2 separate regions of the Mus musculus genome follow, and region 1 is linked to region 2. Evidence: chromatin contacts called from public HiChIP or PLAC-seq data. All regions are on one chromosome and are shown on one strand. Each heading gives the region's core, a stretch centred on a gene start, on an enhancer-like site or on the middle of the called end of the contact. The rest is flanking DNA. Distances are from core to core; before and after follow the strand shown. Region 1 overlaps Ctnnbl1 (catenin, beta like 1). Region 2 holds the start of Ctnnbl1 (catenin, beta like 1).

What was found. HiChIP or PLAC-seq counts read pairs in DNA pulled down with a chosen protein or histone mark.
Region 1: an H3K27ac HiChIP or PLAC-seq map of embryonic stem cells shows a contact between it and region 2, with 9 read pairs. The contact joins the enhancer-like site here to the promoter of Ctnnbl1 in region 2. A contact is called at or near these places in 3 of 39 promoter capture datasets (embryonic stem cells, frontonasal cranial neural crest and hippocampal neurons), 1 of 484 Hi-C or Micro-C datasets (nephron progenitors), 5 of 115 datasets of contacts at active chromatin or transcription factors (bone marrow-derived macrophages and embryonic stem cells) and 2 of 9 other capture datasets (embryonic stem cells and pancreatic islet).

Annotation. Positions count from the first base shown.
Region 1 is chr2:157,839,501-157,842,245 of GRCm38.p6, reverse strand. The region is part of intron 11 of Ctnnbl1 (catenin, beta like 1); the gene reads right to left. Among named protein-coding and RNA genes, the nearest start is that of Vstm2l, 74 kb to the left of the region's middle. Within about 2 kb of position 1,440, at least 53 of the 459 cell types and tissues checked have an H3K27ac peak or open chromatin away from gene starts, as enhancers often do. A contact at or near this core is called in embryonic stem cells, where this site is marked.
Region 2 is chr2:157,736,120-157,739,305 of GRCm38.p6, reverse strand. It overlaps Ctnnbl1 (catenin, beta like 1), which reads right to left and starts at 1,905. Exons shown (of 16, transcript NM_025680.4): 1 at 1,747-1,905. The coding sequence starts at 1,776.

The DNA of each region.
Region 1 (2,745 bases), core at 191-2,690, 100 kb before region 2:
GAGTTCTGATTCATTTACTGCCTTTGAGACAGAGGGGACTCAGGAAATGGGTTCAAGGAGCTAGATATTAGGGCTGCAGAGAAGTTCACTGAGGTGACACAGGTAGCCAAGGCAACAGAGAGAGCTGGTGGAGACTTTTATAAGGTAGAAGTCATAGTTTAAAAAACAAAGTGCACATGGGGAATCACAGAGGTCCACATGGGATGCTGGCTTCTGTGCGCAGCAGGAGCAGTGCTGAAGCAGGGCAGGAAGAGGCCTGCTGAATATGTGGGTGTATCTGTTGGTGATTAGCTGTGCTGACCAGGCCTTGGGAGACAGAAGAGGATCAAGGTCTGGGAGCCAGGGACAAATGGAGGTCAAAGACTTGAGGGGAGCACCCAGGCCAGTGGTGCAAGTGACACCTGTGTAAGTGAGCAGGGAGGCTGCAGGGCAGGCAGAAGCAGGGAACATGGAGCTGGGGCCTGGGAAGAGCAGACAGACTCTGCAGAATTGGCAGGCCACTATCTTCCCTGTGCACACAAGCCCTGCCGTATCCTAAGGTCTCTGCCCTATTTTAACCACAGTGTTAATTCCATCCTACGCTTGCACAAAAGGATGGGATGCCATCATGCCTTAGCCGCAGTCTGTAACAGTGCTTCCTTTTCCTCTGGGCTGACCAAAGTCCCCTTATGTCTGACTGCCGAGAAGCCATGCCCTTTCTGTTCTGACCCTTGCAGGATCTGAGGAGTGTCATGGGAGCCTGGCCTGTTCTTTTGTTGTGTTAGAAGTCCAGGAAGCCTGGGGCATCAACATGTTTCCTGACATTCGGAGTTGACTAGAATCACTTAAAACCCTTCACTGACAACAGAAAAGTCGTCTTCAAAGCACTGACCTGCTATCAACCACTGTCACTGTGGATAAGGTGGAAATGTACGCGCATGCCCAGCAAGCATGCCACACACCTACACTGCTTGGGAGCTCACCCCCTCAAAGCTCTTAACAGCCTCCAGGGGAACCATGTTAAAACAGCGCAATTAACTAGAACGGCTACAAACTCAATAACTCACCTACCTAATGAGGCAATACAAGGAAAATTGGGCCTATTTTAATAAGAATTTAAAAGAGAGCCAGGAAGTAAAGGTCAGATGCCATTTCTGGATCCCAGTTCTTTTATCCTCCCTGCCTATGCTAAAGTAGTTAAAACCAAGGAGACAATACACACTGTGCAATTCTTTATAAATCCAAGGAGGCAGCCAGTCATATTACTGCACCCAAGGGCAAGTGGCTCTTTCTGACCCATCCCCCACACTAAGTGCCTCCCCAGATCTATTTCTGAAGGTTTTATTATGCAAACCTGAATGGATTTCAATTACAATAATTCTTTTCCTTCCCCACCCAGACTCACAAAAGAGGAACCAATTACCAGCAGTTTGAGGTTCTGAGAGCAGTTCTGTTTCCCCCTCCTCTCCAGAGTCTGGAGTCTAGAGGCTCTCCTTTCTCAACCCCTCCTATTGGCTGAGAGGCCATAGCTGGCTTATGAAACCATGGTATTCAGCAGGACCTCTCCACCAAGGAGGAGCTCTCTCTCCCAGGGCTCATTTGGTGAAGTGCTTGCCCAACAGTCAAAAGTCACACATGTGGTGCTTGCCTACAGTCCCAGTGATGACGAGGCAGAGACAGGAGGATTCCTAGAACCAGCCACTCAGTGGAAGACCCTATCTTAAAAATTTGGGTGGAGAGCAATGGAGACACAGACTCTGGCCTCTCCATGTGCTTGCACACAAACAAACATGCATACATACAGCCCTCCTATTGTCAAGTTCACCCCAAGACTTCTAGAAAGGGCTGGGTTGTGTGGCCAAGGCACAGATATACAAAACTGCCAGCAATATTGTTATGAGACAGAATTAACACTTTTCAAAGCTGACTATTTAATTGTAGGGTCTATGATAGGCATAAAAAGCCATCTCTCAGTATCTGAGAGGGGATTAGGCCCAGAGCCTGGCAGAGATAACAAAATATGTAGCTGCCAAGGTCCCTTAAGTAAAATAGCACAGTATTTGCACATAATCCAGAAATAACCTCCCATATTCATTAAATCATCAAGCCACAGTACACAGCGCTGAGGAAGAAGAGACAGACAGATCTCTTTGTGAGTTCAAGGCCAGTCTGATCTCACAACAGATCCAAGCCATCCAAGGGTGCTTGTCTCCAGCCAATCAATCAACAAATCAATCAATCAACAAATCAATCAATCATCTCTAGATCACCGTAATAACTGCAATGTAAAAGCTGTATGAGAAAGCTATATTGCTTGAGAAATAATGACTGACACACACTCAAAAGAGACTGCACATGCTCACTACTGACAGTTGGTGTGTCTCACATTCTCAATCCACAGTTGGTGGGTCTCACATTCTCAATCCACAGTTGGTGGGACCACCACGCGGATGTAGAGCAGCAGCAGTCTTACTACTACTGTCCTTCCATCTGGCCCTTATACACAGCCAGAGTGGGTGATTCAAGTCCCACTATTTTATAGACCAGGCAGCTGAGGCTCAGAGAGAGAATTTAGAATGTGCCCAAGACCGCACATGATTAGCAGTGAGCTACCTGTGCCACCAGACTAAATTGCCACTGCAGTTGCTTGGGGCAGGTCCTGAGGTGACAGGGCTGAGAATGGACTTAAGGCAACCAGCATGTAAGACAAATCTAAAACTTGCTAAGAAAGAAAAGGGGACGTTCTAGGCAGTTTCCAGACTGGGG
Region 2 (3,186 bases), core at 656-3,155:
CAAATGCTGGGACTAAAGGTGTGAATCACCAACCACCAGACATAGCTAGGCTTTTTGTTGTTCTTTCATTTTGGTTTGCTTTTATTTTTTGGTTTTTCAAGACAGAGTCTCTCTGTGTAGCCTTGGCTGTCCTCTGTAGACCAGGCTGGCCTCGGACTCAATGAGATACACCTGCCTCTGCCTCCCAAGTGCTGGGATTAAAGGCGCCAGCTTCTTAACAGACTCTTACCAGAAGAAGAACTTTCTTCACAACCGACCATAAGGTCGGTACCATGAGGTATCTGTTCAAGATTACAACAACTAGTTAGTAAGGCAAAAGGCATGGAAGGCAACCTGGGGCTCCAAATCCAGGCCTTTTATTTTATTTTATTGTAGTGGTGGTGGGGTGTCTCAGTATGTACCCCTGGCTGGCCTGGAACTCAGTGACCCACTGGCCGCTGCCTCCCTCCCAACTTTCAGGCACTGAGATTCAAGGCAGCCATGGCTAACAGCTCAGGTTCACAGGTTCTTACCGCCTACTCTGGCCTGCAGAGATATCACTTTTTTGTTGTTGTTGGTTTTGGGGGTTTTTTGAGTTTTTTTTTTTTTTTTTTTTTAGAGACAGGGTTTCTCTGTATAGCCCTAGCTGTCCTGGAACTCACTCTGTAGACCAGGCTGGCCTCAAACTCAGAAATCCATCTGCCTCTGCCTCCCAAGTGCTGGGATTAAAGGCACGAGCCACCACGCCCGGCCTAGAGCTATCACTTTTAAACTCAAGTTCACAGGTTCTCACTGCCTACTCTTGACTGCAAAGCTATCACTTTTAAAACATCACACCTTGAACAAAATGCAAGTGGATAAGGTTGGCTTACCCACTTTTTATTTCATCCATCACCCAAAGTCTGCTCCATCATATTATGGCCTCATACATATTCAATCAATATGATCAAGGATCTGTGATCAATATAAAAATACTACCTTTTTCATACTAAGTCTTTAAAATGAAGTGTGATTTACAATTACAGTACTTCCTAATTCAGAATAATTACAGTTTATGGGTCCCAACGCCTATTGCAGCTAATGAAAACAAAGATGGACACAAGAAGCCTCGTTAGGCAGTCAAAAGAGGGACAAAACTCTGAGTTGGGAGTCTGGACACTTGAGCTTTGTAACTGTTGAGTGACCTCAAGAGAGTCCTTTCTTCTCTCTGGGTCACCCGTTCCTCACAAGCACCCTGAGCAAGGAGGTCGAGAGGTCTCTTACCGACCCATTCCAAGCTCCGTCTTCCAAACAGCTTAACAATAGCAGGGAACGTGGGCACAGGTTTCTGCACTTTCAAATGACCTTTCACATACATCCATCCACTTTATAGATTTTAAAAGAAGAATTGAGACTCCGTGACGGGAGAAAGACTTCTCCAAAGCTACACTGACACTTGGTAAAGAAACTGAGGCTCAACACCGGGGGGGGGGGGGGGGCGGGGGTCTTCACAACTGTCTCCCCAAGCCCTGTGAATTGGTAGAAACGAGACGGAAGAGGAGCTGAGGGCTACCGGGTGGGGAACAGAAATCACAAGGCTCAGGTCTGGAGAAGGAAGGGGTCGAAAGGGTCCAGAGGGCTTAGGGGAGTGAAGTGCAATGACAGGATGCAAGCCCGGGTGACATGAGAAGTGAGGGCCAGGGACCGAGGGGAGGCAAGATGACGGGACTCTGTCCCTGCTACCCGAGCGAGGATGAGGAGCCCTCCGGCCTCGCCAACTGCTCTTACCTGGTAGCTTAAAAGTTCGCCCACGTCCATGGTTCCGGACCCAATCAGCACAGGGTACCCTGGTTGCCTCCACTCAACTCCCGAACCACGGGCCGCTCAGAGGCTTTTCCTGACACACTGCCGTAAAGCGCCAGGCCCCAGAACCAATAGAGTAAAAGAGCGCGTGGCCGGTGAGCCCGCCACACTGCCGTAAAAGGACGCGCTGCCGTAAAGCGCGCCGCGTTTTGACAATTCTGCTTCCGCCTGTAACCTGAAGGGGCGGGGAAAGGGGCGGATACTTAGGGGATGAACCTAAAAGCGAGGCCGTTATCCAAGAGTAGAGCAGAGTGCTTGGCATTTCGTGGGTAACCTTAAAGAGCTTCCAGAGACTGGCACTTTTGTTCTTTCATTCTCATTTCACAGATAATTGAAGTTGGCCTGTTGGTGGTGTTGAATGCCTTTAATCCCAGCACTGGGGAAGCAGAGGCAGGCAGAGCTCCGCAGGCATATGTTTTGAGTTCGAGGACAGCCTCGTCTACAGAAACGAGTTCCAGGACAGCTAGGGCTACAGGGAGAGAAGAGGGAGGGAAAGAGGGAGAGGAAGGAGCTGAGGTTTGAAATTATGCGCCCCATAGTTAGTCACATGTGGCTCTGGGGCACTTGAAGTGTGCCTAGTCCTAATAAAGATGTTAAGTGTTAATCAAATGCACAGTGGATTTTTCGTACTTGAACTGGTTCCTTTTTTTTTTTTCACTTACTGGGTAAAGGAAGATATATTATGAAATGAATTTGACTTTCCTCTCATTTGTTAAGCGTACTTAGTAGATATACTGAAATTGTATATGTGGATTTCATTTTGGGGTTCCCATTATGCTTCCCCTGGGCTTACAAAATGGCTTCCGGCCATAGGTGGCTGAGAAACCATTGATATCATGTTTGTTTTTTTCCCCCAGGCTTCTTTGTATTCACTAACACAAGACCCAGTGGCAACTGGAAGATCTCCTGTCTACCCAAGCTGTATTAAAGGGTCTGGGGGTCTGGAGACATGGCTCAGCGCTTAGAACCATTTACTGCTCTCTAGACGTCTACTTCCGTTCCCAGCACCCATGCTGGACAGCTCACAATTGCCTGTAACTCCAGTTCTGGGGGATCTGGTGCTCTCTTCTGGTCTCTGTGCAGACCCACAAGCACACGCATACACACATTTATATATATATAAAGGTTGGTTCCTGGGGAAGGAATTTGCCCATTATTGAGAGATAGTCAAGGCGTTCCTCTTCTGGGATTACAACAGACACCATCCAGAAACCCCATTCAACTACCTCCAACTACACATAAGAAAATTGTTATTCCTCAAACTGCCACAACCTCTCCTCATTATTCTCTCTGTTAGCACTTCCTCTACTGTTCACAGACTCAATCTGTCATTTTGTACTTGATGGTTGACATTTTATGTTTTGA